Linked DNA regions of Gossypium hirsutum: region 2 is linked to region 1. A link is a contact called in public Hi-C data. All regions are on one chromosome and are shown on one strand. The core of a region is the stretch at or near the end of the contact, and the rest is flanking DNA. Distances in the headings are between cores, read along the strand shown. Region 1 holds the start of LOC121228177. Region 2 overlaps LOC107948956 (protein BREAST CANCER SUSCEPTIBILITY 2 homolog B).

Evidence for each region. A called contact is a pair of places that touch in the nucleus more often than the background predicts.
Region 2: a Hi-C map of leaf shows a contact between it and region 1, with 2.0 times the contacts expected there. The contact joins the enhancer-like site here to the promoter of LOC121228177 in region 1. A contact is called at or near these places in 12 of 34 Hi-C or Micro-C datasets (anther, hypocotyl, leaf and 1 more).

What each region holds. Positions count from the first base shown.
Region 1 is chrA04:78,699,472-78,706,009 of Gossypium_hirsutum_v2.1, forward strand. LOC121228177 reads right to left here and starts at 4,150. Exons shown (of 5, transcript XM_041111430.1): 1 at 3,878-4,150; 2 at 2,898-2,937; 3 at 2,670-2,723. The coding sequence starts at 4,075.
Region 2 is chrA04:78,757,153-78,763,690 of Gossypium_hirsutum_v2.1, forward strand. LOC107948956 (protein BREAST CANCER SUSCEPTIBILITY 2 homolog B) reads right to left here. Exons shown (of 20, transcript XM_016883634.2): 19 at 6,405-6,493; 20 at 5,647-6,064. The coding sequence ends at 6,437. Among protein-coding and RNA genes, the nearest start is that of LOC107948956, 9.4 kb to the right of the region's middle. Within about 2 kb of position 2,504, at least 1 of the 9 cell types and tissues checked has an H3K27ac peak or open chromatin away from gene starts, as enhancers often do. A contact at or near this core is called in leaf, where this site is marked.

The sequences.
Region 1 (6,538 bases), core at 2,900-5,399:
TATATGTTGCTCTTCCTAGCGCTAATCTTATGACCAGAAAAAACACAAAAATGTTTAAGGATTTCCTTTAGCAAAAGAGCTTGATCCATCTCCACTTTGGCAAAAATGACAAGATCATCAGCAAAAAAAAGGTGGGATAAAGAGGGTCCCAATCTAGATAACTGAATAGGATGCCACCTACCAGCTATGATCTCTGAGCTAATAAGATGACCTAACCATTCCATACAAAGTACGAAAAGGTAAGGCGATAAAGGATACCCCTATCTAATCCATCTCGCATGCTTAAATGACTTAAACAGGATTCCATTCCATAAGATCTGCATAGTAGAGAAAGAAATAGCACCCATAATTACCTTTCTAAATACCTAGAGGATCCCAACAGCAACAAGGGACACCTTGATGAAATCCCAGCTGATCGTGTCATATGCTTTCTCTAGGTCTAACTTAATGGCTATCCAGTTTCTACCAACTTTCCTACTACGCATTGAATGGATGACTTCCTGCACAATAATGACATTATCTGAGATGTTCTGACTAGCAATAAACCTCGCTTGCTCAGATGAAATAAAATTCGAGAACACCACTTTAAATCTATTAGCAATCACCTTCATCACCAACTTATACACAACCGAACAAAGACTGATTGGCCGCAATTGACTGAAATCTTTCGGGCGATCCTTCTTCAGAATAAGCACAATAAGAGTGTTATTAAGATCCTCCTCAATTCTATTACCAGCAAAGATTCCCTGAACCCACTCACAAACCGTCCCTCGAACTAAGTCCCATTGACTTTGAAAGAAATGTGTATGAAAACTATCACTTCCCGGAGCTTTCAGCGGAGCCATGTCGAAAAGGGCCTTCTTGGTTTCATCATTCAACATTGGTTTTTTGAGAAAGTCAATGTCTTGCTACTTAAGGCGGCGAAAGATATTCAAGGGAATATCAGTCATGAGACTTGGAATTTCACGATATAATTTCTCAAAAAACCTGGCGGCCTCATCAATAAGAATAGACTGATCCGAACACCACTCCTCATTACTGATGTGTAAGGCCATAATGCAATTAAATTTCCTCCTTTGTGATAAACCATAATACATACATATTTTTTATCCATACTTGGCATATTTATAGATGATTTTTCCTTAGTTTTATCGAATTTGATGCTCCTAATCCTTTAAATTCATGTTTTACTCTCAGGAAAGCTTAAGATAACAAAAAGAGTGAGAAACGGGTCAAAATGGACTAATTAGGCCTAAATCAGTGTTTTACACGGCCCAAGTGTGTGACACACGGGCAGACCACACGCCCGTGTTTCATGGCCGTGTCGACTAAAACCCAACTTAGAATTACACACGGCTTGAGTACCTTCACACGGGAGTGGCACACGGTCGTGTCCCTGTTAAACCTAGGTCTAATTCTATTTGGAAAAGGTCAATTTTGGGCTATTCTGAGCATTCCAAAGTCTATATAAACACCCTAGAAGAGGATTAAGGGACACGCGGAGTAGAAGGCAGAAAATACCTAAGGAAAGCCATCGGAATCACCTCGAAGGCATGATCTACATCAAGACTGAAGACTTCCACTCAATCTCCTAGGAGCCCTTTGTGTTTCTTTATGTTTTTTTGTTCTCCAAACTTTAAGATGTTTTCCATTATTATTATGAACTAAACTCCCTAAATACCTAAGGGAGATAAAACCTAAGACGGATCTTATTATTATTTGAGTTATATGATAAATACTTGTTCTTATTCTTAATTGTGAGTTCTAAATTCTTATTTAATATTTCAGGGTATTAATTTAGGTTTTTGATGTGCTTATTCAATGAAGCAAAAGTCCCTATTTAAGAGTAGATCATTCATAATTAAGTGGAGTTGCATGCAATCCTAGAGATAGGACGACATAAATCTGCCAAATTAGAGACAAATCTAATAAGGGAATCCATAGATTGAGTTAATGCGATAATAGAGGCTTAATTAGAAAGAGGTTTCAATTAATCAACCTAGAGTCAGTTATTTTTAGTCTCGAAAGGGATATTAACATAATTCAGGGATTTCTACTGATTAAGTCAAGTGAATAAATCGTCTAGTTCAAAGGTAATAAGTAAAGTCTAGGTGGATTCTTCCTTGGGTATTGTCTTCTCCATCGGTTTTCTAAAAAGTACTTTTCAACTTTAATCTCTATCGTAATCTTAGTTAATTAGATAATTAGTTTAGATAAAATATTCTCTTAATTTTTAGGCTAGGTAATAAAAAGATAATAATTACTAATATTTTTAGTCCCTGTGGATATGATATTTTCGATCTCACCATAACTATACTACTGTTCGATAGGTGCGCTTGCCTTAGTCAAATTTTTAGTTAGTTTTACGACCATCACTTTGCATAGTGTGACTATGGAAGAACTTGGTATTACGATCCCCAAACTACAGCTAATCATATCTAGCCTTTTGCCTCCATAAAAGCTCATCATGGTTAAGCAGACTCTTCAATTCATCACGAACCTCATCTCCAAGTTAACTAACCTACTAGAGGTCGACTGATCCATGGCCTTTTGAATGCTCACAAGTGACCTCAAAAGTTGTCTTTTACACGTTCCTATAAATCCATATACGGACCTGTTCCAATCTTTAACATGTAAGGTAAATTCAGATAAAGAATCAGCCATATTACCTGAGAATCTCCATTTATTTGAGACCAATTCTTTATTTGCGTGCTTCATCCATCCTGCAAGGAATCGAAACGGTCTCCCTCTCAGAACACTGAGCTCAGGATTAGTTTTTAAAAGAATGGGTCTATGATCCAATTTAATACGTGGAAGATGGTAAACGAGAGTATGTGGAAACGTAGAAATTCAAGCATCATTAGCTAGGGCTCAATCTAATCGCTCATGCGTGTTACCTCTTTGCCAGGTAAAGGATGGTCCTATAAATCCAAGATCCTGCACATTACACAATTCCACAAAATTACCAAATAAGTTACATCTCTGACCTGGGGAGCGATCACCTTTTTTATCCTTAGAAGAGATAATGACATTAAAATCACCCAAAATCAATCATGCTAAAGGATCCTGAGGCAAAACATCCATTAAATCAGTCCAGAGAGATTTCCTCTTAGCTCTATCAGGATTACCATACACAACAAAGATAAAAAAAAAATTATAAAAATTATTGCCCTGAATACGTAGAACCATGAACTGAGGATGATTATGAATAATACTAATGGAAATATAATCCTTCCATCCAACCTATATGCCACTTGAAAAACCAACAAACTCAATGCGATGAGAAAGATCAAAACCCAATTTATCAATGATAGAATTAGTTTTTTTACCACTGACTCTCGGCTTCAAGAGACACAATATCCGTTTTATGCTCAAGATTATACACATGAAAATCTCAGAGAAATTTACTACTCGCACAGCCTTGGCAGTTCCAAGAAAAAATTGTAAGATTTAAATCCATAAAAAATAGACAAGAAAATAATAAAAATAACAAAACCTCAGTAAACCATTTAAACCAGAACAATACGAGTCATAATTAAATTCTTTTACTAGCACTTGGGTCAGATGCACCTGAGTCAGCACTTTTAAGCATGGAAACAGACTGAGCCAACCTAGACATAGAATCAATCAAAGAAAATTTAAAAGAATTTTTAATTTTAAAATTATTCCCTTTCCCATGCGTAATTTTATTTATTTTCCTAGTGGCCCAAAAACCCTCATCTTTACCCCCCATTATTTTCCCCGTAATCTGATTCTTGTTAACACCTGAATTTTGCATAGAGGTCCTTTCTAAATTAACACCACCAGCTGGTCATTTTTCTTTGAAAGAAACAGCAGTATGTTTATTGCGATTTAATCCACCAAAAGAATCAGCTACCTGAACTTCGACCAGATTCAACTTCGAAGAAGCAGGCTTGGATGTCATAGCAGAACCATCATCAACGTTCGCCCCCTGATCAACAAAAATTAGGTTAAAACAAGAAATATTTACTGGCGTTGAATTGGAATTATTGACATGCATTTTAAGAAGCTTATCGCCAGTCAAAAAATTAAAATCAGAATCAATCAAACGCATCAGGGAATTCCTTGCTTTATTAGAAAGAGAGGCTGGTTCTGTGCGGCTTGGGGCCACCACGTTATTGGCCTAAAGCACTTCACTACTTGAAAGGTCCACTATAGACTTGTTTAAAGTTGGGCCGACTACTGAAAAAACATAATCTTCCACATGGTTTGACTGACTTATTGGACCATTAGATTCTAAATCTGCCTTTTGTAAATTCAATGTCCCAAAGCCCATTTTGTCTCCCCCCAGCTGCATGTTCCTATTAGAATTAAGGCTACCCCGAGATTTAAGTCTCTGTTTCTCCACAATAGCTCCAGCCTTCAAGTTAACCTAAAATTTGGCCAGCTTTTTATCTTCTCCCTTATTTCTCATTTTCCAAATCCACCAAACCTTCCAAATTAGTCAACAGATCAAATCTGGAACCCAATTTGCCTTTCTCCCTTATATTCATTTTAATCAGATTATTATTCCGAGAATTGCTCTATGCTTTCCTTTTGACCACCATCCATGGCCCGTAAACAACGCCTTCTCCTCCTTTCCCCACCTCCGTCGGAGTAACATTCATTTGGTCCTTCTCCGGTGCGAGCTCCGATTGCAGCGAAGCACATAACTCCTTAGTATGACCGTGCTTCCAGCATGTGAAGCAAATAGTCGGCAACGCTTCATATTCAACTCTCTGGTTCATGCCATTCACAAGGACTTGAGCAATCAAAGGCTTGTCGAAGTTGATGTAAACAACCATCCTAGCAAAGCGGCCTCTAATCTTACTATCGGTATTGAAATCTAACCGAACAACTTTTCCAATAATCCCTCCTATTTCTTCAAGAATTTTCTTTTTGTATAAAAATCCTAGAAGACCTGGTAACCATATCCAAGCCAAAACCATGCTTGGATAAGGTTGTAAGGGACTAAATTCTTTTGTGCAAGTTTGAACTGTAAGATATTGACCATAAATCAAAGAAGGACCCTGGGACAAAACTTTAGTATAATCATCAATGGATTGAAATTTAGCCATATAATATTCATTCTCTATGTCCATAAAATGAAAAGGCTTGGAAGGATTCCAAAGGCTACTGATTCGATTGTTTAGAGCTCTATACCCAATGTTTCTTCCGAGTAATTTTAAAACTACCATGAGTTCCATTTCTTTGAACAGGATTTGTTAAATCCTGATAAACCATAATATATACATTAGAGAATCAAGCATGATAAGTTGACTTTTGAGAATTAAAATTGCTAGGTTGTTTCCTGAATTGAGATATTTGAATTTACAGGATTGACATCAAATACCCATAATTTTCGTGAGATTTTGAGTCTTTTAGAGCATATATCTTTCTTGCTCACTTATTTTATTGGTTATGAGTGTGTCAACATTGATTTTTTATTCTAGAACTTGCTTCGATTATGCATGTCAAGACCACATCTTTGATTTGATATACTGAGATGATAAAGGCACTTAGGTTTTAACCTACTTACCCCATAAAAAGTCTACCCACATAATTGACCCTTAGTGAACCCCTTTTAGCCTTAACCATTGTTTCTTGATTTTCCCCTTAATGTTAACCCACAACTTAACCTTTTTTTTTATTCATTAAGAATTTCTCTCTTTTTATTGACTTCCTTTTTTATCGAGATTTGATTTGATTAGTTACCTAACTATGTTCGTTTATTTCAGCTGCTGAATTATTTCTTATTATGTACTTTCCATTATTGTACTTGTTCTTATTTTTAAAAAAAATAATTAAAAAAACCTTATATTTATATTCATATAATTACATATTGTTATAAAGAGCTTAGATAAGTTAAAGTTATTATATTGAGAAAAAGCTCACTTCATTAGTTTTGGATAGTTTAATTCTGGCACTTGTTTGTAATTCAGTAATTAGCTTTATTTTTCTAAGTTTGGTAATTTATTAAATTAATCTCGATTCTAACCCTCTTTTTCAGCCTTTATCCACACCTTTAACCTAAGCCCCATTACAACCCTGTTAAAGACCTTTTGCTTTGTGTATCATCTCATTTATAGTGTTGGAGATTTAATTTTCATGCAAACCTATGATAATAACTTTTCATGTTTGACTATTGAGTGCTTAATTATTGAACCTTAAACACTTTGAGTGATTTGAGTGAATCTTTAGTGAGGATGTCAACCCTTGTCGATTTGGAGTTAAAGGTTATTACTTAGATAAAGGGGAATACCTATGATCTTATGATTAAAATGCTCAACTTGGATTGTTTGAAACTTTAATGTTCTTTTAGTTGAATTCTCAATGTATGATTACTTGTGGATTACTTCAAAACATTTTTTATGAGAATTATAAGTTGAGAAGAATTTATTTTAATTGCGAGTTGAGGATTTTGCTTGATGACAAGAAAATGCTTAAGTGTGGGGATATTTGATAAACCATAATATATACATATTTTCATCCCATGCTTGGCATATTTATAGATGACTTATCATTAGTTTTATTGAAT
Region 2 (6,538 bases), core at 1,254-3,753, 56 kb after region 1:
ACTTTTTTTAAATTTCCAGCTTATTTCAATTTTCATTATTTTTGCTTTCTTCCTGTTCATGGATTGCTAAAATCTCTTTTCTAGTCAAAGGAACTTAGAAGTTTGATTCAAAAAGTTTGTGAGATCTAATTGGTCTTCATATTTTCTTTATTTTTTTTAATTACAAATATTCAGGTTTATTGAATATAAGGCCCATATTTGATAACTTATAATATTTGCCTTGTCAGTTAGAATAGTTAAACTCATAATTGTTTAATTGATTCTAATGCTTAGTTGTGTGGACATGTGATCTAATCTAAATACACCCCATTTTTATGTGTTTATTGATTAGAATTAGGTCTCTCTCGTTCTTAATGCTATAAGGTTATTATCGACAAAGGGAAATTTTTCAACAAGCTTCTTCTTGGTTATGAACAATATAAAGAAAGATTGGTTGCTAGGCACGATGTCAACAATTATAATTAATTTATTAAATAACACCAAAATATCTTTCATTGATGAACAATTTTGTAAACCAAACGAAGATTTTACCTTTGGCTAAATCTACTTCTTATTGATTTTCCCTCAATTTTAAATGGTTTATTTACTTAGTAATTTGATGTAATAACTTTGGTTTTATTTTTTACCCAAAAAAATTTGATTTTTGTTTGGATCCTATAAAATCCCCTCATCATGTTTGCGTAGCTTGTTTTTATTTTAAAAAATAAAGTTATTACCGATATTTTTAGATACAACCCTACTTATTACTATCTATTAAATTTATATTTTTTAAGTAGGATTTTATTTTTGTAGTTCTCAACAACCATACAAAAGGCTCCGTATGATAGATCTAAGAAGGCAAAAAATGCATTGGACAACAGGGCATGCACTGTGGGTTGAGCTTCAAGACCAACGAGCTAAGGAGAGCATAGATAGGGAATTATCCATAACAATAATTTTCGAGCCATTGAAGTATATGAGCAATAGTTCAGCCAGATGGCCCACCTAAAAATATTATTGTACGTAAAAATATCCTAACTTAATAATTTCAGTTTTTTTATATGTAATGATATTTTTTAAATTGTATTTACGTTTACGGATCAAATTTCAAAATTATTGAGTTAGGATATTTTCAATTTAAATAAAGTTCATTTTAGGCTTTCTAGTTTAGGATTTAAGGAAATAGAGGTTAAAATGCAAATCTAGAATCAAATTGTGATTCCGCAATTCAAATTTAATCACAACATTACGATGTATGCAAATAGGGAAAATTTATCACAATTTATCAAAAACAGGAATAAATCTAACATATTTTTTCATATTAGTAACATTGTAATCGAGTCATGTTTTCATGTGAAACTGAAGGATCTTGTGGTAGTTGGGTATCTTCCACCTAATTGAAGAATGAAGTGAGGGAATGAATTATCAAGCCAAAATTGTGTTTGATGTTACCAACACTATGAAAATGACCTAGGATGAAAAAACCTAAATCACTCTATAGATTCCAAACCATTCCACTTCAATTAGAGTGAATTTAAAAAAAAAAAAAAAGTGGATGTGAGACATGATAAGGCAAGTGAAATTTTTTGGACAATAAGTATGAAGCGATTATGGTAAATATTTACATCACTCCGCCAGATTCCACCATAAGAAATTATCATTTTACTCTTGTATATATATAATTATTACAAGGGTAAATTTGTATTAATGGTGTATAGAAAAAAAGCAGATGCTTTATGATTAAATATTAGTTGGAATTTAAAAATATTAACAATATTAAAAATAATTAATAAAAATTAAATTGACGTGAAGTGGAGTAGGATATTATGTGCCCTGGGATCAAGAAAATATCAAAAGAAATGTTTAAAGACAATTACAACTTAAAACAAAGGAAAAAATTGAAAAAATAAAGACGAAGAAAACCTAACAGCCTTGGTTGATAAGAAAAATCTGCCACAAACAAAGAACAACTAGGTTGATTCGCCACACTTTTAGAAAGAAAGAAGGTAGAGCGATAAGAATCAGGTTACTCGCCACTTAAAAAAGGAAGCTTGCTTAATACGAATAGCAATAAGCTAATTCTAAAATTAAGAACATTCAACATCTATCATTTCATTACTATGAAAGGGTATTTATAAGAACTTTGACATCCCCCCAAGCATAGGTAACTTAAAGGCTAAGTACATGGATTAATAATTACAGTAATGACTAAGTACATGCATTCAATCCTACATACATGCATAATTACAAAATTCATGCTTTTACATGCATAAATACTTACACTAATGACCAAACACATACATCTAATCCTAAATATATACATAATTACTTAATTAACTAAATACACGCATTTAATGTACATTCATTCATGCATTCTATTTTATGTAATGAAAGCATTTAATTAAATAAATTCAGAAGTTACTTAGGAATCATCCAATTCTCTTGCAAACCATAAATGAATTGAACTTGGACTTCTCTTAAATGGGCTTGGATTCATCACTTTTAAGCATCTGTAATTGGGCCAAAATTTCTTATAAGTACAATGCAGTTGTTCAGCCTTATCATGAGTAATTTGCTCAAAGTTACCCACTTGAACTTAGACAACTTTATCTTCTTCATGGGTCACATATTCATCTAACACATGCACAAGATATTGAATTAAAAGAAGGCATTTATTAACTCGTCTAGATTCATTCTCTTGAATAGCCTTCTTTAAAATATTCATAACTCTTTGTAGAAAACTCCAAAAGACATTTCGTTTAATGCATTGGAAAAAAAGCTCTCAAAACTTTCCATGTACATATGATTCATAATTTTTGGGCATGTGAATCAATATGAACAAATGATTCAAGTTGATGTATGAATCTTGGATTTTTTTGTAACTTTTAACTCTTGACTAGCAAATATTTCTCCAACTAAAGTGCTTCCAACTTCCATCCAAATTTGCCTCTTCATAAATTGACCCATTAGTCTTTCAATGCCCAAAATATTCCTAGCTTCATTTTCTTCAATTTGGATCATAGTTAGCAACTTAGTAAGTGCTCTTACATAACTTTAAGTCCATATTAATGGGCTTGGGCTTGGGTCTATCTTTATTAGGTTTCTTAGCTTGGACCAACCATGATGTGGCATATCAAGTGGGGCGAGCGATGGATGCATTCAGCACCCAAGGAGGTGGTAGTTGTTTCAAAATTATACATATGTAGTGAAGCGGAGTGGGTAGTAAAGCAGAACATGCTAAAAATAGAGTGGTGGTAAATTTGGCAACATTCATCCTTGCTCTGCTCCATTGTCATTCCTAAGTCAAGCATTATAGGATGAATCAGAAACTAATGGATATACATTGTGCATACCATCTATTTCACATATTCCTATCGGTGTCAGTAACAAAGGAATCTACAAAGCTCATGAATGTCCAACTAGTAACACTCAATGTAACTTGTAAATACACTTTAAACTGTATTAAAGTCTCTCTAAAGTTTTAGCTATTTATTCAATTTGTATTAAATCGGATTTGAACAGGTATTTTTTTTTAAGGCGTAATTAAAAAATTACACTCTAATCTATACCACATTGACCTAAATTTTTTTTTTGTTAGAAGTATTACTTAAGTTATTCCTCTGTTTTTCAAATCACCCCAAATCTTAACCCTGTTAAAAAAACCATTGACCAATTATATTGTGCCCATCAACACCCATGTGTTATTTTTCTGATTTTATATTAATATTATTAAAAAATACTTCCCTCTCCTTCCCCTACCATCCCCTCCTCCCGTCCCCCCCACCCCCACACCCTGTCGTCCCTCTCACTCTACTCACAAGCCTCTATCAACAATGGTTGAAACCCAAACTTTATGAAAATAGATCCTTTTTGATGAAATCATGTAATCTTTTATTTATATAGAAGCACATAAACAATAATTAATTGAATTTTTTTTAAAAATTTAATTAATTTAATTTCTTGTAGTTTGATTTGGTATGAAATTCTAGGTTTGTTAGATTTGGACATCTTTGAGTTTTTGTTTAAATCATTGAAATTAATAGCTTTTTTTAGGTTAAATTTCATCTATTTTATGGCATTTGAATGTTAGGGAGAGAGTCAAGGGGAGGGAAGGTTGGTAGGGGAGAAGGGGATAGATGTGGTGGGGAGGAGGGAGCCGAGAGGGGGGAGGAGATAGGGAGAAGGTCAGGGTGGGGGGGGGAGGGAGGGGAGAGAGACAAGGGCAGGCGTAAAGGTAGAGGGAGGGAATTTTTTTTATTTTTTAATAATTAATATAGTTATTTTTAATTAATATTAATATAAATTTATAAAATCAGAAAAATAATGCATTAGTGCTAATGTGGCACAATATAATTGGTCAATAATTTTTTTAACGGTGTTAAGGTTTAAAGCGATTTGAGTAATAGAAAAATAATTTAATTACCACTTTTAACAAAAAATATATATATAATTACTGAGTTGGGGAAAATAGTATAACTTATTGTGTAATTTGTCAATTATGTATTTCTTTAATTTAATTCAAATCAATTATAGATAAAAATATTTTATTTAAATTTAACTATAAAATGTTAATGTAAAGACAATTTTTAAACAATAATACAAACTTTGAATTAGTTTAAATTAAATATAAATATGTTTTTTTTTTTCAAAATATACTACATTAAAAATACTTGCCTTTAGACTTTTGTCAAAATGAGGGGCTCCACTTTCAAATTTAGTAAGTCAACGCGACCTATTTGGTCATTAACATTCGTGATTGCTCTAAGGAATAAAGAAAAAAATTTCTGACCGTTAAAAGACCTAAGCTAGGGTGAGTTTAGTTGGATTAGATGGATGAATTTAGTATTATTTTTTAGAAATATTTTTAGGATAAAAAATACTTTTATCTTATTGCTAAATGAGATATTTTTAAATTTTTTAAAAATATTTTTGAGACACAAATATTTTGTAAAAACACTTTTTTAGTAAAATATCAGAATCAGAAAATTTTAACTTTTGCTCAAAAATATTTTTTTTGCTCAAAAACACTTTTGAAAAACAATACTAAACTAAACATGAATCTTTTACATTTTTCACACCATTCATGATAACTCACTTGGATTCAATTTATTTCTCAATTTTTTCATACTAGTTTTAGATTTAAGGTTTGTGGACTTATTTTAATAACATGAATTGATTTTAAGACATTATTTAATAAAATTTTAAAGTTTTTTTATAAATATTTCTTTTTTAAAATAATTTTTCAAGAAAATAAAAAATAATCAATAACTAATTTTAGGTAATTTGGGGTAAGTCCAAAATTTGAAGAAGAAAAAAACATTCAAGGAATAAAGAGCACATACTTTTATAAGTTTAGAATCTTTTAAAATGAATTTTTGACTTCTTTTAATTATTTTCATATTTTTTTTTGTTTTTTAAATAATTCTTCTTCAAAGTTTTTGTTTATTTATTTATTTATTGTGTAGTTCTAAAAAAATAAAGTTACAAACGTATCAAAAGCTAAAAAAAGTGATCCAACTCTTAAAATTACCACTTGAACACAAACAACAAAATTAGACGAAGCCACGAAAGGTTATTAAATAAAAAAGCACCACTTTTATTGAGAGAAAAAAAGTACAAAAACTTAATGTTTAAAAATTAAATTTAAAATAAAAAATACAAAACCTCTGACACATTCAAACTTTATAAATTAAGCAAGGCAAAGATAATCAGGCCCAGGTCGTTTCAACAAAATAAATTCTCTCTTTATATCAAAAATTTTAATTTTGGCAGCTAAAAGCCTAAAACTAACGATGGGAGTGGAGAAATGGAAAACAGAATATACGTTCATCCTATGTGTTAAATAAGAAAATTAGCAGATACCCAGCTTATAATATTTACTTACAAAAAGTTATTAGCACAATTCGTTCCCCACTGGATTTTTACCTAATAAAACACTTGCCCCTTCCACCCAAATCCCTACATCATTCCAACTCAAAAGCCAAGGACTGAATCCCAACTCTGGCAAAGGATTGTTCTATCTCCAATTTTAACTGCATTCATTCACACCTTTCAGACTTCTCAGGGGGGTGTTAAAACAATGTACCTTCATACAGATCATGCAAATCATCAATTAAAAGTCATATTATCTGCACATTCAAGCATATAACCCCCAAAACCTTTTTTTTTCCCCAATCAAGCTACCTTTTTTATGTTTTGCTATTTTCTGCTCAAATATATATGAACTGGATTACAGCTAGCAAAAGTGTTCTTAGTTACACTCCTCCAGCCAGCCAAGTCCATTTTTTTCCAATATTACAGCAAAAAACACGTAACAGCAATTAAAGTTAGACTGAACAGAGACGAGAAATACAGAGAGGTACCTCATCTTTGATGTTCAAACGATCTAAGATGAAGCATCCATTTGATATGCAAAGGGTGCTTACTGTTGGTCAGGCCAAATCAGCTTGTTCACATGCTAGCCTTCACAATTGCCAATTACAAATAAAACCTTCTTCCGGAGTTCGTCAATAATCTGCATGAACAAGTCAAGTAGTAAAGGTAAAATAAGTAGCAGCAT